Linked DNA regions of Sus scrofa: regions 1 and 2 are each linked to region 3. A link is a contact called in public Hi-C data. All regions are on one chromosome and are shown on one strand. Each heading gives the region's core, a stretch centred on a gene start, on an enhancer-like site or on the middle of the called end of the contact. The rest is flanking DNA. Distances are from core to core; before and after follow the strand shown. Region 1 has its middle 190 kb from the start of FN1. Region 2 has its middle 230 kb from the start of FN1. Region 3 overlaps FN1 (fibronectin).

Region 1 (2,700 bases), core at 135-2,634, 220 kb after region 3:
ACTGTGGGAGTTTCCATTGTGGCTCAGCAGAACAAATCCAACTAGTATGCACGAGGATGTGGGTTTGATCCCTGGCCTCACTCAGTGGGTCAGGGATCCAGTGTTGCCAAGAGCTGTGGTGTAGGTCGCAGATGTGGCTTGGATCCCAAGTTGCTGTGGCTGTAATGTAGCCAGCACCTGTAACTCTGATTCAACCCCTAGCTTGGGAACTTCCATGTGTGGCAGGTGCAGTCCTAAAAAGCAAAATTAATTAATTAATTAATTAATTAAAATAGATTGGACCTGTGGTGAACTTTTGCCACTGCCTAAATCTTGCCAGATGTTGCCTTGATGGGCAATAGGTCTAGGGTAGCCAAATTCTCTAATTTCTCAGAAGTAGAAAATCAGGACTTTTAGGTGAAATTCCTAATTTTTTCATCATATTACTCAAAAGTTTTAAAAACGATCTGCAGGTCATACCCAGCAAACATGATGTCAGCCTGTGTCTTTCACTTTAAGTGGAAAGACCAAAAATGTGTGTCTTGACATTGACCAAGTTTGAGTTAAAGGGAGAAAGAAAGAGAAGAGAGAGGAAGAATGGAATCTCCACATCCATTTCACCATCACCTAAACTGCAATTGTGAGGAATCTCTGCCCTTGGTCTTCACCCCTCCTCCCTGCCCTCTTTACCCAGGAAATAGAAAAATACCTCTTGTTATTCATAGCACCAGTTCCTTTATGTATTATCCAGTCCTCTTGTGAAAGTTAAGAAGGGATCAGCTCTGCCTTCACTGATGCTATTGTGTGTCTTACATAACAATATCTAAATAAATAAGAAGCCCTGGGGAAAGGTCTTCCAAGGTTAACATATTTAGAATAAAGAACTGTTGTGATGAACATGGCACTGGCAGAATAGAAGATCTAATATCTACTTCATATAACAGATGAGGTCTAAACCAGGAACTCTTCTCAGTAACCAATAATTTGACCTGATTACATAATGAGTGTTTCTTTTTCTTTGCCCTAAAGTTGAACTTTGTATATAGAGGGACTGCCAAACACATTTTCACTGTAAAGAAATGTTGTTTTTCAATTGTATCACCCAAGAGGCTTAAATTCAGATGAAAATGTTCAAAAATCAAATTTCTGTATTTCTTTGGAGTTATTGTGGCATGGTTTAGCAAGAAGCATCTACTTTTTTTTCCAGAGGGAAATCTCTCTGAGCAAGCTCAGTCAAACTTTACATATAATTGTTCATTTTGGTGAACCTAAGCCCATACTTGGGACTTTTCCAGCTGTAGAGTCAATGAAAAACGCCCCTGGACTCTCCAGTCAGGGACACAGTCCTGGATTCTGGGCAATCTGCTTTTCTAGGAAGCAGTTGAATTAAAACTAGCCTGCCCCTCCTCCCATGCAGAGAATTCCTGCCACTATGTGCCTGACTGTTCAAATATCCCCACATGCTCTCTTCCCTGCATAGAGCTGCCGTTTCAGATCCCTGCTGCTATGTCTGTCAGATTCTGGTTTAATTCTAGGATAATCAGAGAAATAAATATTCAGTACTTCTTTCACTGCCCAGTCCTATCCTCCGGTTGAAATCCTTGTAAGAAATAGACTTCTGGTGGATTTTTGATGTATTTTAGCCTTCTCATTAGGCTACCTTGCTCAGCAATGGACACCATGAGTTTGACTAGGGCCTTGAAATAAATAAGGTCACCAGCCTATAGTTTTTTAAAATGAAATTATCAAGACTGAAATTGAAAATCTTGTTATTACAGGGGTAAAAGAAATTTGAACGATCTCTGGAGATAGTTCGTGGGCAAAATACAACTACTTTCATAGAATTCTACCAAAGCATCCATTTTAGAAATTTGAACGTTGACTCGATTCTGAAATAATTAACACCATGACCTTGCCAAAAGAATGTTCTTCAAGGTGGCCACTTATTTAGCATACAAAACACAGTTTTGGTCAATATGGAATTTTAAAGCTTATGCTTTGATATTACTTTTGCACATACACAATTATAGCCTAACAAACAGGCAAGGAATGTCTCTGGGTTGGTGACTGAATTTTAAATATCTCCTAAATTGGTTCAGAATTAAAAGATCCTAGAAGGCTATGTGAAAGCAGGTACAAAACTCCTAAATAGGAATAAGGCAGTGATGGTGGAATGAGGGAAGAAATAACTTTAGTATGAGAAAAACTTATAAACCGAAGCACTCAAATACACAAAGAAATAAAATACAGAGAAAGACCCCCCCACAAAAGCAACTATTGACACGTTAGTTCAATAGCAAAAAGATTAAAATATTAGAATAGTGGAAAAAAAGTTCTGAAAATGAGTGTGCTTAGCTTCTTCAAAATGATAAAATATGGGGAAAATTCAAAAATAACAAGAAATAACGAAGCAAAAGAGGAAGAAATAAGACAATAGATGGATGAGAAAAAGAACCAATTAGAAATCTTGCAAATGAAATACATAGTTAAGACTGAAGACAATTCCATAGATAAGACAAATAGGTTTATACACAGGTGAACAGTTTGTGGACTGGAAGGTTGTCCTAAGAAATTCACCAGGAATGAAATACAAAGGAACCAGCATGTCAGAATTATGAAAGGAAAGTTAAAGACAGGGAGTGTAGATTGAGTGGCTCCACCATATTTTAAACAGAAGTTCTACAGGAAGTGATATAGGAAATAGCAGAACCCTGTTAGAAT
Region 2 (2,700 bases), core at 169-2,668, 250 kb after region 3:
CCCCCCAGTTCTTACAGTCTTTCTTTTTAATTTTTTTCAGGAGTCAGTCAGCTAAAGATGTGTAGTTTTTCTGAATAGTCAAAAGGACAAGGATTTGCACTTTGGTATATAACTTGTTTTCATTCTGGCATTTAACATCTGTTTTCTGAGTATGAGATAAATGCTCTGGAAAAAAAAATGGCTTTTGATGATGCAAGATTAGATTATTTACCTTTCAGGTCAAAGCTAGGGAAAAAAATTGCTGCTTCATTAAATATATCTCACAGCTTCAAAGAAAGGGATTTTTAAGAGAGGAAAACCAAAGATGGTAAGGAAGTAGTGAACATTAAAGTTTAGCTTGATATTTCCCAATGTTTGTTTGAAAAAAAAAAAATTAAGTAAACTTTTTTTAAGCAGATATGGGAAAAAGTGAAAGGAGGTGAATGACCCTAGTTTTAATTCCTAACTTCTCTGACCTTAATAAAGCCCAGTGGGGTCAGGGGACTTTCCCACGGTCATACAGAAAACTCCAGTCTTCATCAACTCAGTTTGCATCTCTTTCTGTTACATTACATGCCAAGAATTGTTCTTTAAAATATCATTAGAGTAGATATTATTTCTGTGCTCACTTATCACAATATGGGCAATTGAACACTTTATCACTAGTAGCAGTTAGGTAATAATCATATGGAAATTTCTGAATTCATTTTTATAAAGTATATCAGAAACATTAAATATCTGTAGTTATATTTTTTGGAAATATGAAAAAAGATAGTTCTATAACATCGTGAATGAAAACTAAGGCCCTATGCATTTTGTGGGCCATAAACAATCAGAAAAATTTTGGAAATGGATGTTTCCAAGAGAAACGACTAGTGATAGCTTTTAAAATATGTTTTTAACATCAATTAAGTACCTTTTAAAATTGGCCAAATAATGCTAAAGTAAATCAAGTGCTTAAACAGTGTGAAGATAGTATCTGAAGTCTAAATAAATGTTCAGTCATTCCATCAGGAGCAAATCATAAAGAAAAGATATAAAGAAAATACCAGATCGGTTAATGTGTCCTTTATTCATGGTTTACTCCCTGAAACATTGTTCATGATTTTTTTTTCCCAATTCTTACAGTCTTTCTTTTTAATTTTTTTCTTTTTATGTTTCCCCAAGTTCACACTTCACACAAAATACCCGTTGAAGCAAACAGAAAAATGACACCAGCTCTTGGGCATTCCAATCAGTTTGTACATTAAAATGGCGATTATTGAAAGCACACAAAAGAGTTTGCAATTTGACATCAGGAATAGGGGGCAGACTCGTTTGCAAAGTGATAAGGGAGAGTTGAAGACTTGTAGGGTTAATGAAGTAAGTACGCAATGCTGAAACTCAGGCCAGAAAAAAAGCCAGACGGCACTGGACATGGATGGAGCCAGGGGCGAGGGGAGGCACTTGGAAAAGATGTACAAGGTTGTGGTTTCCTGCTAAATTAAAATGACATAGACAGCACCACAGGGCTTGCTTCATTATATTATTGTGAAATTTGGACTCAAACAGAGTGAGGTAAACCCACAAGTTAAAGTGTTTTTAAAGTGGCTTAATAATCACTTTGGAAAAAAAAAAGGAACACTCGTTCAGCAGTACGACTGGAACTTTGATCAACAAACACCCAAGGGACACAACCAGTCTTTTGCAAACAAACAGAAGTATCATGGCAGGGGTGGGCTTGGAGGTTCTTGCCCTAGAAAGATGATTTTCTTCCTAAATTGTGAAAGCTGGTAGTAGTGTTATGTGATGGAATGCTTTTCAGATATTCTGTAGGAAATTTGCCCTCCTGAAAGGACTGATAAATGTTATAGGAGATAACACAGGGCTATTTGATTTCATTTTAAAAATGAAATACATTAAATTTTTTAGATCTCCCCCATTTTATTTCCTCATTGAAGAATCAGCTGCCCAAAGCACCAAATCCCACCTGGGCATACTGCCAACTGAAGTAGATTTTTGTTCTCAATTTTCATTTTCTGGATTCCTTGATGACCTGATTTCCTGTCATTTCATGCTGCAGAGATAAGGATGATTGGCTACAAATCAGGGCTCTCTGTGGAGTGGGATGGGAGATTGAAGAAGAGGAAGAGAAGGAGGGAGGCCACAGCTCATCTCATGGTTGGTGGTTTTCTCAGGCTTTCCTTATGCTGCCTGTAAATTTCATCCAGAGATAAGCTCATCCTACATTTGTCATGGATTCTCATATTGGGATAGAAGGTGCAGACCAGGGATTTGGGAACCATTCATTTACCAGTGTCACATGACTTCAAAGGATTCCCCCCAGGGCCGCTTGCTGTGCTGGGATACCAGCTCTTCCTCTGAATCCCTAACCCATTACTTAAGCAAAAAGTGCTGTTTCTCGAACTTTTCCGACAATTGGTCATGCATTCATCTATATATTCAAAACATAGGTTTTTTTTTTTTCTAGTACCTGCCATGTGTAAGGCCTTATTCTGGCCCTAGGAATGCAACTTTGAACAAAACACAGTCACTGATTTCATGGTGTTTACATTTCAAGGGAGAACTGTTCATTTTTAAAATCGAAGGACCTTTCATAAAATTGTAGCATAGTAAGTGAAAGTGCTCTGGTCAAGGCTGGGACCACAGCCCACCATGAGCTTCACACAAGGTGAGGAATTAATGCTTATTAAGCACTTAATGTGTGCCAGGCCTTGAGGA
Region 3 (2,700 bases), core at 64-2,563:
CTAATGTAAACCATGGACTTTGAGGGAGAAAGTGTGAATACAGGTCCATCGACTGTAACAGATGCCCCACTCCAGTAGGGATGTTGCTGTTAGGGGCGACTGCGCGTGTGTGGGGGTTGGGGGTACATTTGAAATCTCTACATCTTCTTTCAGTTTTGCTGTGAGGCTACAACTGCTCTAAAGTCTTTTAAAAAATTATGACAGTTAAATGTCTATTAAGATAAGTTTTAGAACGAGAGCACAAATGACCTTTACTGCCTTCTGTTAAGCTTAATCCTGCTATTGAGGCCACAGGACGAGGATAGTAAAGGAGAGGAGAGGAAAAGAAACAGGTGACTTAGCGGTATTTACTCAGTAATAGAAACTACAGAAGCTTTTCTTCTGTCTAAAACTTCAAGTGCTGGCTTGAAATCCTATGTTTTCAATTGTAGTCTTGAGCCCTAGCTCATCTTTAAGAGAAGTGCACTAAACAGCCGTGGGGATGTTGCGCATGTAGCATATTTTTGTCCAGAAAGTAAAGAAACTGTGACCATTATTTGTAAGGTCAATTAAATCTCAACTATCATCCCACTTTGCTTTTGCTACATGTGATTTAAAGACAAGAAATCTGAAATGATATCACTTACATTATTTAGATTCAAAATCTTTTTTTTTTTTTTTTTTTTTTTTTTTTTGGTCTTTTTAGGGCTGCACCTGCAGCATACGGAAATTCCCAGGATAGGGGTTGAATTGGAGCTACAGCTGTTGGCCTGTGCCATAGCCACAGCAACGTGGGATCTGAGTCACATCTGTGACCTACACTACAGCTCATGGCAATGCTGGATCCTTAACCCAGTGATCGAGGCCAGGGATCAAACCTGTGTCCTCATGGATTCTAGTCAGATTCATTTCCACTGAGCCACGACAGGAGCACCTAGATTCAAAATCTTAATAATCATTTTCATATTGGTTAGTTGGTAAGACTTTTTAAAATAACCTGAGAGCAATGATTCACCATTGTGAAAACTTTATTCCTCTTATTCAAAATGATGAGACTAACAATAACAGTTAAGTAAAGATATAATACAATGTCTATATTTTTAAGACCTGTTGGAAATAAGGCCCAAATAACTAATTTCCAGTAATGGTGACCCTGGAGAAGTTAAACATTTATGAGTTTGTGACTCAGTCCTTTTTTTTTTTTTTTTTTTATTTAGTTTGCTGAGATCTATGCTTTCCTAGTTGTTTATTGACAAACCAAATGCCTCTTATCTTCAGTTAGTTTGAACAACTCCATCAGGTCCTCTGTTGGAGGAACAAACAGGGCAAGGCTCAGAGATGACCTATTGGTATTCTGTTCTTTGTCACTCTTTTACTCTTAAAGCCTCACAAGCTAGGCAGCAGCCATTGAGCAAACCAAACTTACAGATAAGTATCAGACTGCCTATGGAGGCCAATTTCCTCTCCCCTAAAGTTCCTCTCTGCTCAAAGGGCTTTACTGTTACCCTTTTAAAGGAGTAGGAACAAGGTCAACCTAGATAACTCCAACACAGAAGGACTCCCCCCCATCTGCATTTCATTTCATCTCTGGCATGTCTACCGAAAGGCTGCCAGCAAGCAGCTACATGAACAGGCTTACCTTAAAAGAGAGAGAAAAAGAAGTTCTCTCTAATTCATTGAGATCTCTTAAAACCAACACTACATCAATAACAGCCATTAACATAGACGCTAGAGGGGATTTCTTTAGAGGTATCTATCCTTTGGAAGCATCCTTAAAGAAAAAAAACCTCAACTATATACTTTCTGCAATCAGATTTTTTAAAATTATTAAATGAAAAATTATTTTAAGTGATTTTTATACTCAAATCCACCATGAAATACAATTTAAGCGCCAGGTCAACCTGTACCATGAACCTGTTAAAGCAGAGTCATCTTCTGTGGCCCAGGCAGTGTCTGAGGGCTGGGGAAAGGAGGGTCTCTTCAAAGTTCAGAAAGGGTATCTGGGTAGTTGGTATTTAGGATGCCAGATTGTTAGTTTGTTACTGCTGGAAGGAACTTTAAAGGTAATCAACTACCATCTCCCATTTTCAGAGAAGGAAATAATTAGTGAAGCTTGACCTGAATCTCTGTAGCAGCATGTACAGAACTGGAACTCATGTCTTGATAAACACTGCTGTGGGCCCTGTTGGTCCATATCTTGTTCCCTTTGATAGTGAATCTCTTATCACTTAGGGAAGGAGGGACTTAATCTTGATTTCCGTCATAGCAGATTCAGAGGTCCAGGAGGCTTTGACCTCAGTAATTGCTCAGATAACTAATGCCTAAAAGTTAGAGTTTCATAATTCTACCCATCTTATTGTAACTAACCAGCCAAACTTAAATGCAAAAACTTTTTTTCTAAAATGAATAGTACCTCCAGCTAGACATTATGTTCCGTGACCTAAAAAAAACCCGGCAATAAACATTCTCGAGTATTTGAACTGTGTGGGCAGAGAATTGACCAAGTTACTCAACTCTTGACCCAGGGTACTTTGTTCCCGACTCCTATTGATCAAACATATGGCCATTTTAGCACAAAGAGGGCCTGCATGAAATGTTGAGCGAACACCTACCTTATGCTGTATTTCATGTAATTTCTCAGTGATATGAGAAAAGGATAGGAAAGGGAGGAGATACCAATGCACACACAGAGCATTAATAAACACTGATGCTGCCCTGTTT

What was found. A called contact is a pair of places that touch in the nucleus more often than the background predicts.
Region 1: a contact with region 3 is called in a Hi-C map of liver, with 5 times the contacts expected there. The contact joins two enhancer-like sites. A contact is called at or near these places in 4 of 47 Hi-C or Micro-C datasets (embryonic fibroblasts, liver and mesenchymal stem cells).
Region 2: a Hi-C map of liver shows a contact between it and region 3, with 2.4 times the contacts expected there. The contact joins two enhancer-like sites. A contact is called at or near these places in 5 of 47 Hi-C or Micro-C datasets (liver and skeletal muscle).

Annotation. Positions count from the first base shown.
Region 1 is chr15:117,927,102-117,929,801 of Sscrofa11.1, forward strand. No RefSeq gene overlaps it. Among named protein-coding and RNA genes, the nearest start is that of FN1, 190 kb to the left of the region's middle. Within about 2 kb of position 1,385, at least 2 of the 83 cell types and tissues checked have an H3K27ac peak or open chromatin away from gene starts, as enhancers often do. A contact at or near this core is called in liver, where this site is marked.
Region 2 is chr15:117,963,248-117,965,947 of Sscrofa11.1, forward strand. No RefSeq gene overlaps it. Among named protein-coding and RNA genes, the nearest start is that of FN1, 230 kb to the left of the region's middle. Within about 2 kb of position 1,419, at least 6 of the 83 cell types and tissues checked have an H3K27ac peak or open chromatin away from gene starts, as enhancers often do. A contact at or near this core is called in liver, where this site is marked.
Region 3 is chr15:117,710,833-117,713,532 of Sscrofa11.1, forward strand. The region is part of intron 15 of FN1 (fibronectin); the gene reads right to left. Among named protein-coding and RNA genes, the nearest start is that of FN1, 25 kb to the right of the region's middle. Within about 2 kb of position 1,314, at least 5 of the 83 cell types and tissues checked have an H3K27ac peak or open chromatin away from gene starts, as enhancers often do. A contact at or near this core is called in liver, where this site is marked.